Regions from separate parts of the Mus musculus genome. Here all the other regions are linked to region 1. Evidence: chromatin contacts called from public HiChIP or PLAC-seq and promoter capture Hi-C data. All regions are on one chromosome and are shown on one strand. Each heading gives the region's core, a stretch centred on a gene start, on an enhancer-like site or on the middle of the called end of the contact. The rest is flanking DNA. Distances are from core to core; before and after follow the strand shown.

Region 1 (2,700 bases), core at 174-2,673:
CTAGTTTCCAGAAGGGACAAGCCTCGTCAGCACCTGGACATCACCAGTGAAACACCTGCTGCAGACTCTGGTCCTTTAGAACTCTTAAGTTTATGTTGTTTCAAGGCAACAAAAATGTAGGCCATTGGTACAGGAACAACAGGAAGTCCATACATTCTCATCAAGTTTCACTTTGTACTGGCCCAGTACTGACGACTTCCTGAGCTTACAGTAGCACTCTGGGTCCAGACAGAGTGCATCTCAGTGTCTTCCTTCTAATGTAAACTTTTCCCTCTGTCCCCAGTGGTCCTGGACCTGGGTATTTCTTGCTTCATAGCCAAAGAAGACCTGGAACTCCTATCCCCCCCCCCCCACCCCCATGTACTGCTATGACAAGGGTACCCCACCATATCCAGTTTATTTGGTGCTGGAAATCAAACTCAAGGCTAGGCAAGCACTTTGACAACTAAGTTACATCCTCAACCCCTTTCACTTTTCTGCTTGTCCTTTCTATATATCCGCCCAACGGCATGAAGAAACTTTCTAAAACTGCAAATTAGACCTTGTAATTTCCATCTCAGACACTGAATTCCAAATTTCATGCAGTGGCTCATCCTCTTTGAGCTTTCTACACACACACTTTGTCTTCCCTGTCCCTCAGCAACTTAGGCTCAGGATCTTTCCCACTGCCTGGAAGCACTCTCCCTTCTACTGCCCTGACTTGGAGCACTTTTCACATCTCCAGTCGCAGGGACTCAGCCTTACATTGTTCTGTCTGGGGTAATGTACACCTGACCACTGAAACACCGGTGAATACAGCGACATATAAGTTGAGATGAAGGCCAGGGAGAACAAGAGCTTGTGTTGGCTCTGAGATCCGTCCCTACATTCATTTGCAAAAATACCGCATTTTGTTTTCAAGATGATAAAAACAGTGACTGCGAGTAGGATAGGGAATTGAGGACAAGTTCCGAAGTGACGCTCCGGCGTCCGAATGAGTTTAGGTCACCTCCCTGTTCAACGCGGGTCCCTATGCCTGTCATTCATTTGAAAGGACACGACTGTATGGCTGTTTTCAGGGTGACGGTAACAGTATCGGAATGCAAAGCAGGACGCTCAGGATAAGTTACTGCAGAGAACAGATTCCGAAGGAAGTGACACCCTGGTGCCCAGATGAATCTAGGTCTCCTTCCAGTCCTACTTTGGTATCCAAGCGGTGTGGGAGAGGGCGATGATGCTGGGCTCAAGAGCTTGCGGTCTCTCACCCCCTTCCGTGTGGCCGCCCAGGGTTCCGCCTATCGCCGCCGCTTCCGCAGCCCCGAGGCCCCGACGTGGCGCCTCCAACCCCGGGCTGACACTGGCAACGCAGCCAATGGTAGCGTTTGCGGGGCGGCGCGCGAGGCCTCCCGCCGCCAGAGGGCGCCGCCCCGAGCGTCGCGGGCTGGCAGCTGCGGTGGGTCGCCCAGGGAAGCTGCGAGACTGTGAGAGCTCTTGAGCCGGTGAACGCACATCCCGCTGTCGCCTCCGCACTCCGCGCCCCTCGGCTCCTGGGTGCCGCCCCGCAGGTGAGGGAAGGGGACGCGCGGGCGTCGCGGGCAGGGTCGCGCTCTTCCAATCGCGTGCGTGCGCCGCGTCGCTTCGTGAGCACGCGCGGCCGTTAACGGACTTCAGGCGGGGGAGGGGCGCGGACCCCCGAACCGGCTGCACGGGCTCCTCGGGAGTCGTAATCCGGGCACGCGCGGCGGCCCCTGCCACCTGGACTGCCTGGCCGACATCCACGCACTAGCTTTTGGTGGTTTAGCATTTCGTTATTCCTGGGTGCTGGGTGATCGCGGGGCGTCCGTGTTAGTAAGTGTCTCGGTTTGGGGACGCTCGCGACGCCAGCTGAGTGCGCGCTCGCCGGTGTCGGGTTCGCCCCTTGCGGGTGTTATGCGCGGCCCACCCCGCGTATGGGTGGCGACTGGCTTCCGGTGTTCGGCCGGGGTTCGGAGACTGTACGAGGGTTCTCGGTTTTCCTTTCCCCACCCTTAAAGAATGGAGACCTGTCAGTTCCCATTAGCGGGAATTTCCGGTTAGGGGTAGTCAGCGCAGGGGTGTGGTCAGGTTGGAAGGTCCTAGCTGGGCCCAAGGGGTGGTGCCTGCGCTCTGACTGGGTGAATTTATTCCGGGGTTGGGCGTTTTTTGGGTCCCCAGATGTTAAGGGATCAAAGAGGGTCATAGTGTTAGGTATTTAAGACCAAGAGGGTCTGGTGTAGACCTGCGCTGTCCGATGGTAATGTGGCCACTGGTAAAGTGGGGTGGTCGAGCACTGGAATGTGGCAAGAATTGAGATTCACTTTTGGTTTCAATTTGTTTGTTTGTTTGTATGTTTGTTTCGAGACAGAATTTCTCTGTTTAGCCTTGGCTGCCCTGGAACTTACTTTGTAGACCAGGCTGGACTTGAGCTTAGAGATCTGCTTTCCCCTACCTCCCGAATGCTGTGATTTAAAAGCCGTGCCACCACCGCCCCACTCCGGTTTCAGTTTTAAAGTCTGATTTGAAAGATTTCGTTTGGGAGGAAGAAAAAGAACGAAAAAGATCTCCTTGGTAAACTCCTATGCTTAAATCAGCCAGTGTTTAGCAAGCAGTGTGTTATATACTTGAGGTGATACCTGTTGTGGCTACGTTAGAATTAAAACAATCTGTCCAGTTTCTTTTTACTATTTTAGTATGGCCACTTCG
Region 2 (2,700 bases), core at 158-2,657, 860 kb after region 1:
GGACACTTGCCACTAGATGTGAGGACCTGAGTTCTCTCCTCAGGATCTATACAGTGGAAGGTTCTCTCTGCTCTCCATGTGTGCTCTCCATACACACAAGCAAATAAGTAAGTGAACAAATGTAATTAAAAAAATACTGAAAACAGAAATAACTGATGTGGCAAGAAGGCTCTGACAGGTGAAGGCACTTGCTGTCCAAGCCTGGTGGCCTGGTGATCCTCAGGAGCATTGCCAAGAAGGAAGGAGAAAATCAGCTCTTCAAAGTGCATGCGCGCGTGCACACACACACACACACACAGAGAGAGGGGGGGGGGAGAGAGAGTGAGGAGAGAGAGAGAGAGGAGAGAGAGAGGGGGAGAGAGAGAGAGTGAGGAGAGAGAGAGGGGGGGAGAGAGAGAGAGAGAGAGAGAGGAGAGAGAGGAGAGAGAGGGGAGAGAGAGAGAGGAGAGAGAGGAGAGAGGGGGGGAGAGAGAGAGAGAGGAGAGAGAGAGGGGAGAGAGAGAGAGAGGAGAGAGAGGAGAGGGGGGGGAGAGAGAGAGTGAGGAGAGAGAGGGGGGGGAGAGAGAGGAGAGAGAGGGGAGAGAGAGAGAGAGAGGAGAGAGAGGAGAGGGGGGGAGAGAGAGAGGAGGGGAGAGGGGAGAGAGAGAGAGGAGAGAGGAGAGGGGGGAGAGAGAGAGAGAGAGGAGAGAGAGGAGAGAGGGGAGAGAGAGAGAGAGAGGAGAGAGAGGAGAGAGAGGAGAGAGGGGGGAGAGAGAGAGAGAGAGAGGAGAGAGAGGAGAGAGGGGAGAGAGGGGAGAGAGAGAGAGAGAGGAGAGAGAGGAGAGAGAGAGGGGAGAGAGAGAGAGAGAGAGAGAGAGAGAGAGAGATTAAAAGTGCTTAAGAAAAGAAAAAGAGAAAGCAAGGATACAATGCCCAATTGAGATCACAACTTGGATCCTCTATATCAAACTTCTCAGGCCTGGCCAGGCTTGAAGGAATCTTAAGACTGGTCCTTATGGTGGTCTTACTTCGGGGAAGGAATTGATTTTTCAGTTATGGCTTGGCTCATATCAACTCAGCCTCTCCAGGAGGCACCGAGTGTGGCCTTTAGGCCTCAGGACAAGGTCCCGCCACGCCTTCCTTTTCTATCATAGGAAACTGAGGCAGGAGAGATTAACAACCAGCTAAATTAGTAAGAGACAGAGAGGGCTGCTCGGAAAGAAGTGGAAATCTCAGGGTCCTGACCCTGCAGTCAGGAGAAGAGGGGCGGCAGAGATGAGAAGGGCAGCGATGATCCCAGCAGGAGACTTCCAGCTCCCTCGAACTTTACAGAGTGCTGCTGGACGGCCCAGCAAGGGGAGGTGGGGGGGGGGGGGGCGCCCGGCCTCCCGTGGTCCCGCCCCCTGGATCGGCGGCTCCTGACATCACGGGCGGGCAGGGAGGCGGGCTAGGGAGAGGGCGGCAGGGAGGAGGCTCGGCAGCCCGGAGGGCGGAGGACGCCGCGCAGTCCCAGCCCCAAGCTTCAAAACAGCCGGCGCCTCGCCCCACGCGCAGCCCGCCACTGTGTCCAGACGCCCGTGCCCGGTGAGTTGGGGGCGCGACAAGGGACTGCGGTGACGTCGGGGTTCCGGAATGACAGGGAGCAGTGTGCCCTCTTTAGGAATCGGGACAGGCCAGGGGATCCGTGCTTGACGGGGAAGGGTTGGGGTGCGGTTCGTGCGGCAGTCCCGTTGCTCCTTCTCCAGATTTCTGTGGCGCAGACCTTCCCTTTGGTGCCCCCCAAGGCCACCCTGCCACCCCTGGGTGGCATTCGCCACCTTTTGCGTCCAAGTGGGCGGGAAAAGTCTGGGAAAGAGTCAGGGCGGATCCCCTCTCCACCATCGCTGGCCCAAAGCTCTGAACTCCAGAGTAGCCCACTTGTTGCCTGTTGTACTCAGCGTCTGATTCCCAAGCAGTACCAATCAGACAGGACCTGGTCCTCGGGTCCCTGAGGGCCGCGCACTCCTCCGGGTCTGGGCTCCGTGGCGCCCCACAGCGGCGAGGGGGCAGCTTCCTTGGGTTCTTAACGGTGTCCCAGCCTGGGGGGTAAGCTCCAAGGATGGCCCCCCTGCCTGCTCTTGACTACTGTGGCAGATCTGTGGGCTTTAAAGGGAAGAAGGGATGGCACCCATGATTCCACGGGAAAAGGAGGTATAACTGAGTGTGCATGCCAAGCTTGGAGAAGGACTGAAGCATCTAGGTTCAGTTCAGGAGGGTCCCACTACTATGAGGCATCTAGAACCTACAAGTTCAAAGGCAATCCAGAGTGGGTGGTGATCATTGCCAGGCGATGGAGATGGCTGGGATTTTGGACTATTTAACAGGTACAGATTTAATTGCGGATGATGGAACGTTTTGAGTATAGATAGTAGTGGGCGTCACTCAACATTGCTGGTTCATTTCAGGCCATGTGCTTGTAGAATTACAAATGGTTTACATCATAAATGCTGTGCTCTTACCACAATGAGAGGCACAAAAGACGCCTCTAGCCGCCTCTGCTTGAGCATTCCGAATCAGAGAGAAATTCCAAAACCTAGACATGGAGGCTGACCACCTCTCCCTGGAATGTCACTTTCAAATAATGTAAGGGGTTCAGTAGGATGGATCCATGCAGGTTACAGGAGAGACCCAAGGGAAGAGAATGTGGAAGGCCAATGGGAGTATGCATTGGGCTTCTCCCGC
Region 3 (2,700 bases), core at 111-2,610, 590 kb after region 1:
GGAGGCTATGTCTGTTAACAGTGGGGGTGCAGCACTGAAGGTGCAAGGATTGAACTTGCTGAAACACCACTCTCCTGGAACCAGAGAGGACTTGTAGAGCTCAGAGACTCCAGGGTCCATGCTTAGCATAGCACCTGGGCTTTCAGACAGGCAGCATGTGACATCATGATAGTACTTTCTGGGAAGTAGCCTAGGACCTGTGGTCAGGGCTACAGGGAACTAGCATCATCTTTTGTTCTCTTCACCCAAGGCCATTCTCTCCTCCCATTGCCAGCCTAGCTCTAGCGCCCTGCCAGCAACTGTCTCTGGCATTCAAAAAAAGAGCAAATAAATGTCTATAAGATTAGTGAATTTCAAGCCAGCTTCTTCAATCAATGCAAGGAAAGATCTGACATCCCTCATTAAAGAATGACATGCTAAGCAGCTGATTGGCATTTCTTTAGGGAAGGCGCTTTAAGTTCATGATGAAGCTGTAATGGGTTCAGGCTCAACACTAGCAATCCTAGAGGGACAAACACTCAACCTCTAGGACCCTAGACTTCCTTGTGGGGAGACTGGGGCATAGCACTGTTTTGATCTCTAGAAAAGAAGCATGAGACAAGAGATGCCATGCCTTTTATGAAGCTAAAAACAGCCCCTCTGCTGGCTCCACAGCCCAGCCTCCCCGTCCCTAGCCACCAGTTCCTTGAAGACTCCATTCCCTGACCTCAGTTTGCAGGCCCAAGGCTACCTCCAAGGCTGATCCTCCTGAAACTGTCTCCCGTCCTTCAGACACAGGTCTCATATCTACGAGTGTGTGTTCATTCGCTGTCTGACCCTCATCCCAGAGAGTTAGGATGGGGACACGTGTCTTATTCATTCTTATTCATTCTGGGTTCTCCAAGGCCAGCATAGCAGCTGCCTGCCTATAATGTGTAAGTACTCAGTAAATGCTCAAAGTGGGCACTAAGCATCACGAGCCATAGCTGTCCATGGTCAGCAGGCTGGGCCCTGCTTGCAGTAGGGCGAATCCAAGTCATGATCTCAGTCATAACTCTCCAGCCTTTCAATCATTTGGGAGAATAAAGCTTACCATGGCTCTATCTCCCCTGTCCTCTTTGCTTTTTATTTTGAGACAAGGACTCACTCTGCAGCCCAGTCAGGCCTTGAGGTCTTGATCCTCCTGCCTCAGCAGCTAGAAGTGAGACTGTAGGCTTGCATTACCAATCCCAGGAAATGCAGTTTAATGTGACCTTTTCCTTCTACATTATGTTGGTGAATTGTTAACGGGGTTTAAGTCTGATGAAAGCGAGCTCTGGGAGTGTGGAGGGCTCTCCTGACCCAGACTCTAGAATGCTTATTTCAAGTGTCCTCCAAAACCCCTTGTCTGGGATGAGCTGGCCTCTTTTCTCTGTATCAGGGATAGGGCAGGACAATAAACAGCCCAAGAGTAAGAATATCGTGCCCTTGAAAACAGCTGAAAAGGCCAACTATTTCCAATCACGGTTACTGTTGCTTATCCCATGATATAAAAATGTCTACTGAAGAAACAGGAAGCTAGGGCTCCTTCATGAATGCTCCTGGAAGTCTCAATTGGAAACTCTAGCCTGCTTCAGCAAGCCTTCCCAGACACTTCTGCTGGACAACTGTACACTCCCAATTAGATGATAACTGTCTTGCTGTTATTTCTCTTTTACTTGGAAGCCTTGCCTGAGGGGATGCCTGCTCCACCCAGAACTCTCCCTGGAAAACCACTGCTGGCTACCTCAATGAGGCCACACTAGTCCATTTCTGCTGAGTACTCTTAAAGCCTTAATTTGATGTTGCTTTTGTTCGCCCTCACAGTTAGGCTACTGTGCTGCATATTGTATACAGCCCCCGACTGGATGATGTTTGCTGTCATCTGACCCTTCTTGCTGTTGATTCTGTTGATTCTGTGTGGTATATATTTAGTAAATTTTCTCATCCAAAGCTGAAAGCAAGGAACTGTAGATCATTAAAATCATCTTCTCATCAGTGACGTTTCAAAATTTGTTTTCTGGATACAAGGAAGGCCTTCCAGGGTGAGGTGTTGAGAGCCCAGTAAGTGGTCAGCAGCCAGGCCTGTCAGGATCTGCTAATCATGTGTCATCAGAATGTTCTAGAAAGTGGTTCAATCCGCCTCCCAGGAGAGCTCACTCCCCTCAGGCATGATGAATGATGCTTGTCTGACACCACAACCACCAGAGTGTAGAGTGTCCAAGGGCCGGTGTCTCTAGGATGGACACAGTGAGCACTCTCACCAGTGGTTGTCCATGGCCCAACAGGTGAAACATCCAAACAAGAGCAAGAAGTTTCTTCATTTAAGAATTCTGGTACTGACAAAGAAGATTTCTGTGGCTTGTTACCGATGAGGTATCTGATTCCTTCCTTGGGAGCTGTTATTTCAATACACTTCACTGTAGTGAGAATTCTGAAATTTTAGTTTCTTAAAAAAAAAAAAACCACAGAAATATTATTAGAATATGTTTTCATTTTAATCCCAGGTGTGGGATAGGGGGCTGCTTTGTAGCAGCTGACTATGGTTTGCCCTGTGCTGTAGCAAAGGTGTGGTTTTGCCAGCTGCAGATAGTTTCTGCAATTGTGTGGCATTTGGGATTCTGGTAACTTTTCATAGGGTATATAAATGCGAGGGACCTGAAAGGCAGGGTTGGTGGTTGGCGGTCGTTCAGCAGTGTTGGT
Region 4 (2,712 bases), core at 120-2,619, 560 kb after region 1:
CAGAAGGCCTGGATTCAGTTTTGTTTTCTGTGACAAGCAGTCTTGAGAAGCCAGTGTGTCGAGAAGCATTTGATCTGGGATTTTTAACTACCTGACTAAACAAAATACTGTCTGGTGGTGCTGGAGAAATAAAGCCCATGATGGCTCCCCTGCGCAGTCCACTTGACTAGATTTGGAACGACACAGAAGACACAGATATGGATCTGTCTGGGAGGGTGTTTCCATAGAGGTTTAGCAGAGGAGAGATGGCCACTTCACATGCTCTGCTTCCTGACAGAGGATATGATGTGATAACCTGCCTCATGCTCCAGCCACACTGGACTGCAACCCTTCTAAACCATGACCCGAAGGCAATCCTTCACTTTCACTCTTCTTGTCAATGCCACCATATGACAGGGCATGTATGTAAAATGTGAGACGGCACACAGGGGTGACCCACACATGCAGTATGGTTTTCAGTTACAGAAAGGCAGGCTCTGTGGCAAATGAACTACAGCTTCTTTGCCAGTCATTTCTTTCTGTCTGAGATAAGCCTTTGGTAAGATTTTGTCCTGTTTGCACAAGTCTTAAGTGCCTCAAGAAAACTTTCAAAGATACCTTTCTATGCAGCACAGGACCCACTGAGACCTGCCTCCCAGCAGGCCATGTGCTTCCTCATTCCTTTCCTGCCAACGGTCAGGATGGAGGTAAGTATAGAGATGTGTCACTTTCAATTAACTAATTCAAAGAGCCCAGAAGGGAAAGGGAAGGCATGGCTCCACACTATAGCTTTTAAAAGCTTCCCTCCCAACTCTGACTTCTAGATTCTTCTTAGCTGCAGTACACAGGCAGGTCAAGGGTAGAAGACACCTTTGGCAAAGTTAGACAAAGGAAGCAGACAGAGGCCTGACTAAGGAGTAGATGTGAGCAGGAGAACATGTCACCCAGTTAGTTTCCTGTTGCTTGTGACCTCAGGTTCTCCTAGCTGAATTCTCATAGGTACTGGCAGCACTGGCGAGCTTTAGACAATTGTTCTGAGAGCTAAGCGGATTGTCAGTCAGTTTCTAATGTATTTCTGAGTCTGAGCTTGTGTCAGCTGCAATCTGCAAAGTGGTATCTGCCAGCTCTCATCCCCACAATCTTGTCGCCCACTTTTCAGCTTTTCTATACCTCTTGGTGGTGTTCCAGGAACTTCTTAGCAAAACAAAACAAATCCCAAAGCTCAAAGTGCCTCCTGGGTAAACAGTGGGGGCAGCATAGGACATGGAGTGAATTGGAGAGGCTAGGACTACAGAGCCGCCCAACATACAGCCTCCACTCAGACTTGACCGAGGTGAAGGCTACATTTTCTATTACAGATACTAACCAGAATTTATTAAGTGGCCTGGCTGAATCATGCCACCGCCTTACTCTGTCAGGCAACCCTTCCCACTGTGGGCCCTTCATTTCAGGGCAGTGTATCATCTATTAAGATTTACTGGAAGGCTTGAGCTCACATTTGGTTTCTATTAACAAGGCTTTCAGGCTGAAATTGTCTTCTAAGGGGGAAAATATTAACTAAGAAGAGAATATCTTATTTGGGGCCTGTTTCAGGGGAAAGGACAAGGAAAAGAGAAGCTGGAATCAAATGTAGCTAACCAGTAAGCCAACCAGCCAAAGAGCCCCCATTCAAAGTCACCCAAGGCAGCCCCTGGGCACAGTGGCCAGGCTGGCATACCATGTGCCACAGTCCCTCCATCAGCAGCTTCCCCAGGATGTCAGGGTCTCTGGGTGTCAAACTTGAGCTTTTGATTTCAATTTGCCTGTTTAAATGGCCCAATTTTACTAGTTCTAATCACTATTTGTCCAGAGAAGCTGAAGTCAGGAATTCGCTCATCACCCAGATTGTTCCCATCCACATCAAAGGAAGGCCTGGTCCTCAGCTGTGAGCTCCTCCTGTCTCATTAACAATTGCAGGGTCCCCACTGACTCGTCCTCTTGCTGGACCTGTACCCTTCACACTCAATTCTGATGTCCAGCCTATTGGCGTAGCCTGCTCTGATTCCCAACTCTGTCACAGACCCTGCAGCTCCATTCCCACAGCCCACACTATCTCCACTGCTTCCTCATGAGTTGCTCAGCTTCTCTCCAGCAGCTCACTCCCCTACTCTGAAAAGCCCAAGAGCTGGAGGCTCCTCTGGAAACTTATCATCTGAGGATATTCTTTCTTTTTTTTTCCTATTATTTATTTAGTTTATATGTACATATATCTTGCCTGCATATATATGTCTGGGCACCATCTACATAGTTGACTGATAGTTGTAAGCCACCACGTGGGTGCTGGGAATCAAACCTGGGTCTTCTGGAAGAGCAGTCAGTGCTCTTAACTGCCAAGCCATCTCTCCAGCCTCTCTGAGGGCATTTTCCTGCTAAGTTCTCTAGGGATTCCCTGCTATACTTGGCATAAACTTGAATCTTGTCACATGCCTCCCTGGGCAGTCTCACTAGGTTTATGTGCTGCTCTTAGAATATGTCTCCACTTTCCTACTGCAAGCTTTGCCTGGAGCAGTCTCTTCATCCTTACAGAGTTTACTCCGTGGCACTCTTCCGGCTCTGTTCTAAGTTGTCCCATCTACTGGAGAAGTCTTCCCTGGCTGCTTTGGCTGTCACCCAGCTATACTCTACCACTCCTTGCTCTGACCTCTCATTTCCTGCTTCCCTTTCCCATCACCTTGAGTCCTCTTCTTGTTCACT
Region 5 (2,700 bases), core at 103-2,602, 730 kb after region 1:
CTGCCAGGTGGGAAGCCGAAGAGAAGGCCCTGGGTCTGACCCTGGGAGCTTTGGCAATCTGCTGTGCTGATTTTAGTGGATCATCTTATTAGTTGAGCAGCAGAGGGCTTAGAAGCTACTAGAACTGATGTTGGTTTGGAAATATATACATATACATATACATATACATATACATATACATATACATATACATATACATATACATATACATACAAACACACAGACATGTTTGTGTGGGGTGTGTGTGTCACTGGGGATTGAATCAAGAGTCTCTTGTATGCAAGACAAACACTCTAGCACTCACTAAAATCACTTGCTTGTGCATATGCCCACCCCACCCCATCCCCCTTCTACCTCATTTTTAAAATAAACTTTTTGAGATAGGATCTTGCTAATTTGCCCAGGCTGGTCTTGAACTTGTTTTGTATTTTAGGCTAGCCTGAAATTTGTGATCCTCCTGCTTCAGCCTTCCTAAGTACTGTGATTACAGGCCAACATTGCCATGTCAGTCAGAGTTTGAAAAACACTTCAAAAGGCTTGGCCCCTGAGATGGTCTTCTGTCATAGAAGGAGTCCCCTTTCCCTTCCCCCCAGACAGCATCTCTGTGTCCTAAAGAGTGGTGTGTGCAGCTGGCAGCTCTGGCACAGCTATAGGATTAAAGGTGAACCAGCCCCTTACTGCGCTCTAGCCAGGGCAGGAAGGAACTGCCCTGGAGCTTGTGGCTCGGTATCCCTGAGGGGGTCACCAGGAGTCAGGCTAACACCTGGTTGTGGGGGAGGGAGAAAGGGGAACCATGAAGCAAGACTAGCAGCTTTGGCTTCCTGTCACTCAGCTCTGTCCCAGGATGGCAGGGAGGGATATGGGGGCTAAGGGAGATTGTGTAGATAGTGGGGTGGGAATTGGGAAATGGCAGGGGTAGGCCATAGAAGAGATTCTGCGACTCTGTTCTGGGCCAGGAGAAGGCCAGCAAGGCCTTCACATGGCTACAACTACTCTTCTCTGTGTGCCCATTTCTATGTCAATACTGCTGTTCCCAAGCCACGCAACTAGATCCTGATCACAGCTGTTTGTTTATTTATTTGTTTGTTTCTATGCAGCCGGGCAATCTTCTGCTTCAGATTTCCAAGAGTCACAGGCTTGCACTACTATGCCTGGCGCAGAAGAGTTTGCTTTTTATAGAGCCAGCAAACTCTGCTTCCAACCTGAGCGCTCAGCTTCTGGATACTAACTTACATTCACGTCCTGCACCCTCCGTGTTGAACTCGGCTCTCAGTGTATCCCAGCATCCTTGGGTATCCTCTCTGGCTCCGCCCCAGTCCGCGACTGCGCACTGCACAGAGCCCCTCCCCCCATCGATCACTAGAGCTGAGCTAAGGCTGGGAGCATCCCACAGGCGGGCTCCCTGCTGGGCATCCTAAACTTTGGGCGGTGAAGGGCAGAGCTGGAACCTGTGCTATAGTGTCAAGTGGTACCCAGGGGGATGAAGCAGGTAGGGCTGCAGAGATGCTGCATTGGGAGGTAGATGCACTGGCCTTGAAGGCTAAGCCCCCGAGCAGTAAGGAGGGTGGGGAAAGCCTAGGGAACTAAGGGAATAATGCTGGGAGGAGCACAGAGACATATCCAGGGAGAGAGGGCGCTCACGCCCGAAGGCCTCCTGTGAGCTCTGGGATGGCCTGCCATCTATCTGCTCCTGCTGTTCCCCAGGGCCTAGGGGATGATACTGAGGATGTGTCCCTGGACTTCGGTAATGAAGAGGAGCTGGCCTTTAGAAAGGCCAAGATCAGGTATGTTGACTTATTTGGTCCCAAGCTGCAAATTCATTCATTCGCCAACTCATTCATTCGAAATACACGGAACAACTGCTGTGTGCATGAGTTGTACAGACCCTGCCCCCTTGGAGCCTAGAGCTTGGGGGCGGGGCAGCTGATTTATTAGGCAAAAATGTTAAGAGGGTTAGAAAGAAACTAGCACGGTGAGGTAAGAGAAGGTTCCAAGGGTTGTTCTCATGCTCTAGCACAAAGGGGCGGGGCGGGGGAAGGGGTCTTTGAGGCAGTGACTTTTAAGCTGAGACTGGATGCTGAGAAGCCGGCAGCCACAGGAGGCTCTGGAGGAAGAGAATTTGGGCTAAAGGAACAGGAAGTGCAAAGGTTCTGCATCCTTGTTGGAAGGTCAGATATGGCAGTGTAGGAGAGGAGTCAGTCTGCAGCAGGGTAGCTGCGAAAGTGCAAACCCCTGAGCCTTCAAGAAACAATCACAGCTCAGCCACGCCCACTTGTCCATCCCACTCGTCCCTAGCATACTTAGAGGCCTGGTACCTAGTGCTTTCTCTTTATGTTTTCTGGTACTGGGAATGGAACAGAGGGCCTTGTGTATGCTAGTCAAAAGTGCTACCTTTCCGCTACGGTTATTTTGTCTTCCTCTTCCATTAGATCATCCGACCCAAATACAACAGTCTCTAAGAATGAAATTAGTACGTGGTCACTGTAACAAATTGTCATAAACATGCTAGTTTCATGTAGTTCAGTTGGTGGAGTATCTGCTTAGCACGAACAGACCTCTGGGTTCCATCCTAACCACAGCATCAACGAGGCATGGTGGTGTGCACGTGCACATGCGCTCCTGTACCTCTCAATAATAAGGGCATTTGTGACAATACCGCAACCCTACTCAGCAACCTAGGGTAATTTGCACCTTTACAAT

The links. Promoter capture Hi-C pulls out the DNA fragments that hold promoters and counts their contacts. HiChIP or PLAC-seq counts read pairs in DNA pulled down with a chosen protein or histone mark.
Region 2: a contact with region 1 is called in a promoter capture Hi-C map of pre-B cells, with 3 times the contacts expected there. The contact joins the promoter of Emp2 here to the promoter of Zc3h7a in region 1. A contact is called at or near these places in 5 of 39 promoter capture datasets (the 3T3-L1 cell line, hippocampal neurons, liver and 1 more).
Region 3: a contact with region 1 is called in an H3K27ac HiChIP or PLAC-seq map of double positive thymocytes, with 6 times the contacts expected there. The contact joins the enhancer-like site here to the promoter of Zc3h7a in region 1. A contact is called at or near these places in 5 of 39 promoter capture datasets (the C10 cell line, cranial neural crest, liver and 2 more), 1 of 15 datasets of contacts at CTCF or cohesin (large pre-B cells), 5 of 115 datasets of contacts at active chromatin or transcription factors (the SCID.adh cell line, bone marrow-derived macrophages, double positive thymocytes and 2 more) and 1 of 9 other capture datasets (liver).
Region 4: a promoter capture Hi-C map of the C10 cell line shows a contact between it and region 1. The contact joins the enhancer-like site here to the promoter of Zc3h7a in region 1. A contact is called at or near these places in 5 of 39 promoter capture datasets (the 3T3-L1 cell line, the C10 cell line, neutrophils and 1 more), 1 of 484 Hi-C or Micro-C datasets (embryonic retina), 3 of 115 datasets of contacts at active chromatin or transcription factors (bone marrow-derived macrophages, memory CD8 T cells and pro-B cells) and 1 of 9 other capture datasets (liver).
Region 5: a promoter capture Hi-C map of liver shows a contact between it and region 1. The contact joins the promoter of Tvp23a here to the promoter of Zc3h7a in region 1. A contact is called at or near these places in 2 of 39 promoter capture datasets (liver and stem cell-derived epiblast-like cells) and 1 of 115 datasets of contacts at active chromatin or transcription factors (bone marrow-derived dendritic cells).

What each region holds. Positions count from the first base shown.
Region 1 is chr16:11,175,064-11,177,763 of GRCm38.p6, reverse strand. It overlaps Zc3h7a (zinc finger CCCH type containing 7 A), which reads left to right and starts at 1,423. Exons shown (of 23, transcript NM_145931.3): 1 at 1,423-1,544.
Region 2 is chr16:10,312,675-10,315,374 of GRCm38.p6, reverse strand. It overlaps Emp2 (epithelial membrane protein 2), which reads left to right and starts at 1,407. Exons shown (of 5, transcript NM_007929.2): 1 at 1,407-1,563.
Region 3 is chr16:10,588,386-10,591,085 of GRCm38.p6, reverse strand. All of the region lies in intron 9 of Clec16a (C-type lectin domain family 16, member A), which reads right to left. Among named protein-coding and RNA genes, the nearest start is that of Clec16a, 44 kb to the right of the region's middle. Within about 2 kb of position 1,360, at least 8 of the 459 cell types and tissues checked have an H3K27ac peak or open chromatin away from gene starts, as enhancers often do.
Region 4 is chr16:10,619,823-10,622,534 of GRCm38.p6, reverse strand. The region is part of intron 12 of Clec16a (C-type lectin domain family 16, member A); the gene reads right to left. Among named protein-coding and RNA genes, the nearest start is that of Gm52264, 37 kb to the left of the region's middle. Within about 2 kb of position 1,369, at least 36 of the 459 cell types and tissues checked have an H3K27ac peak or open chromatin away from gene starts, as enhancers often do.
Region 5 is chr16:10,446,014-10,448,713 of GRCm38.p6, reverse strand. Tvp23a (trans-golgi network vesicle protein 23A) reads left to right here and starts at 1,352. Exons shown (of 7, transcript NM_001013778.2): 1 at 1,352-1,784. The coding sequence starts at 1,669.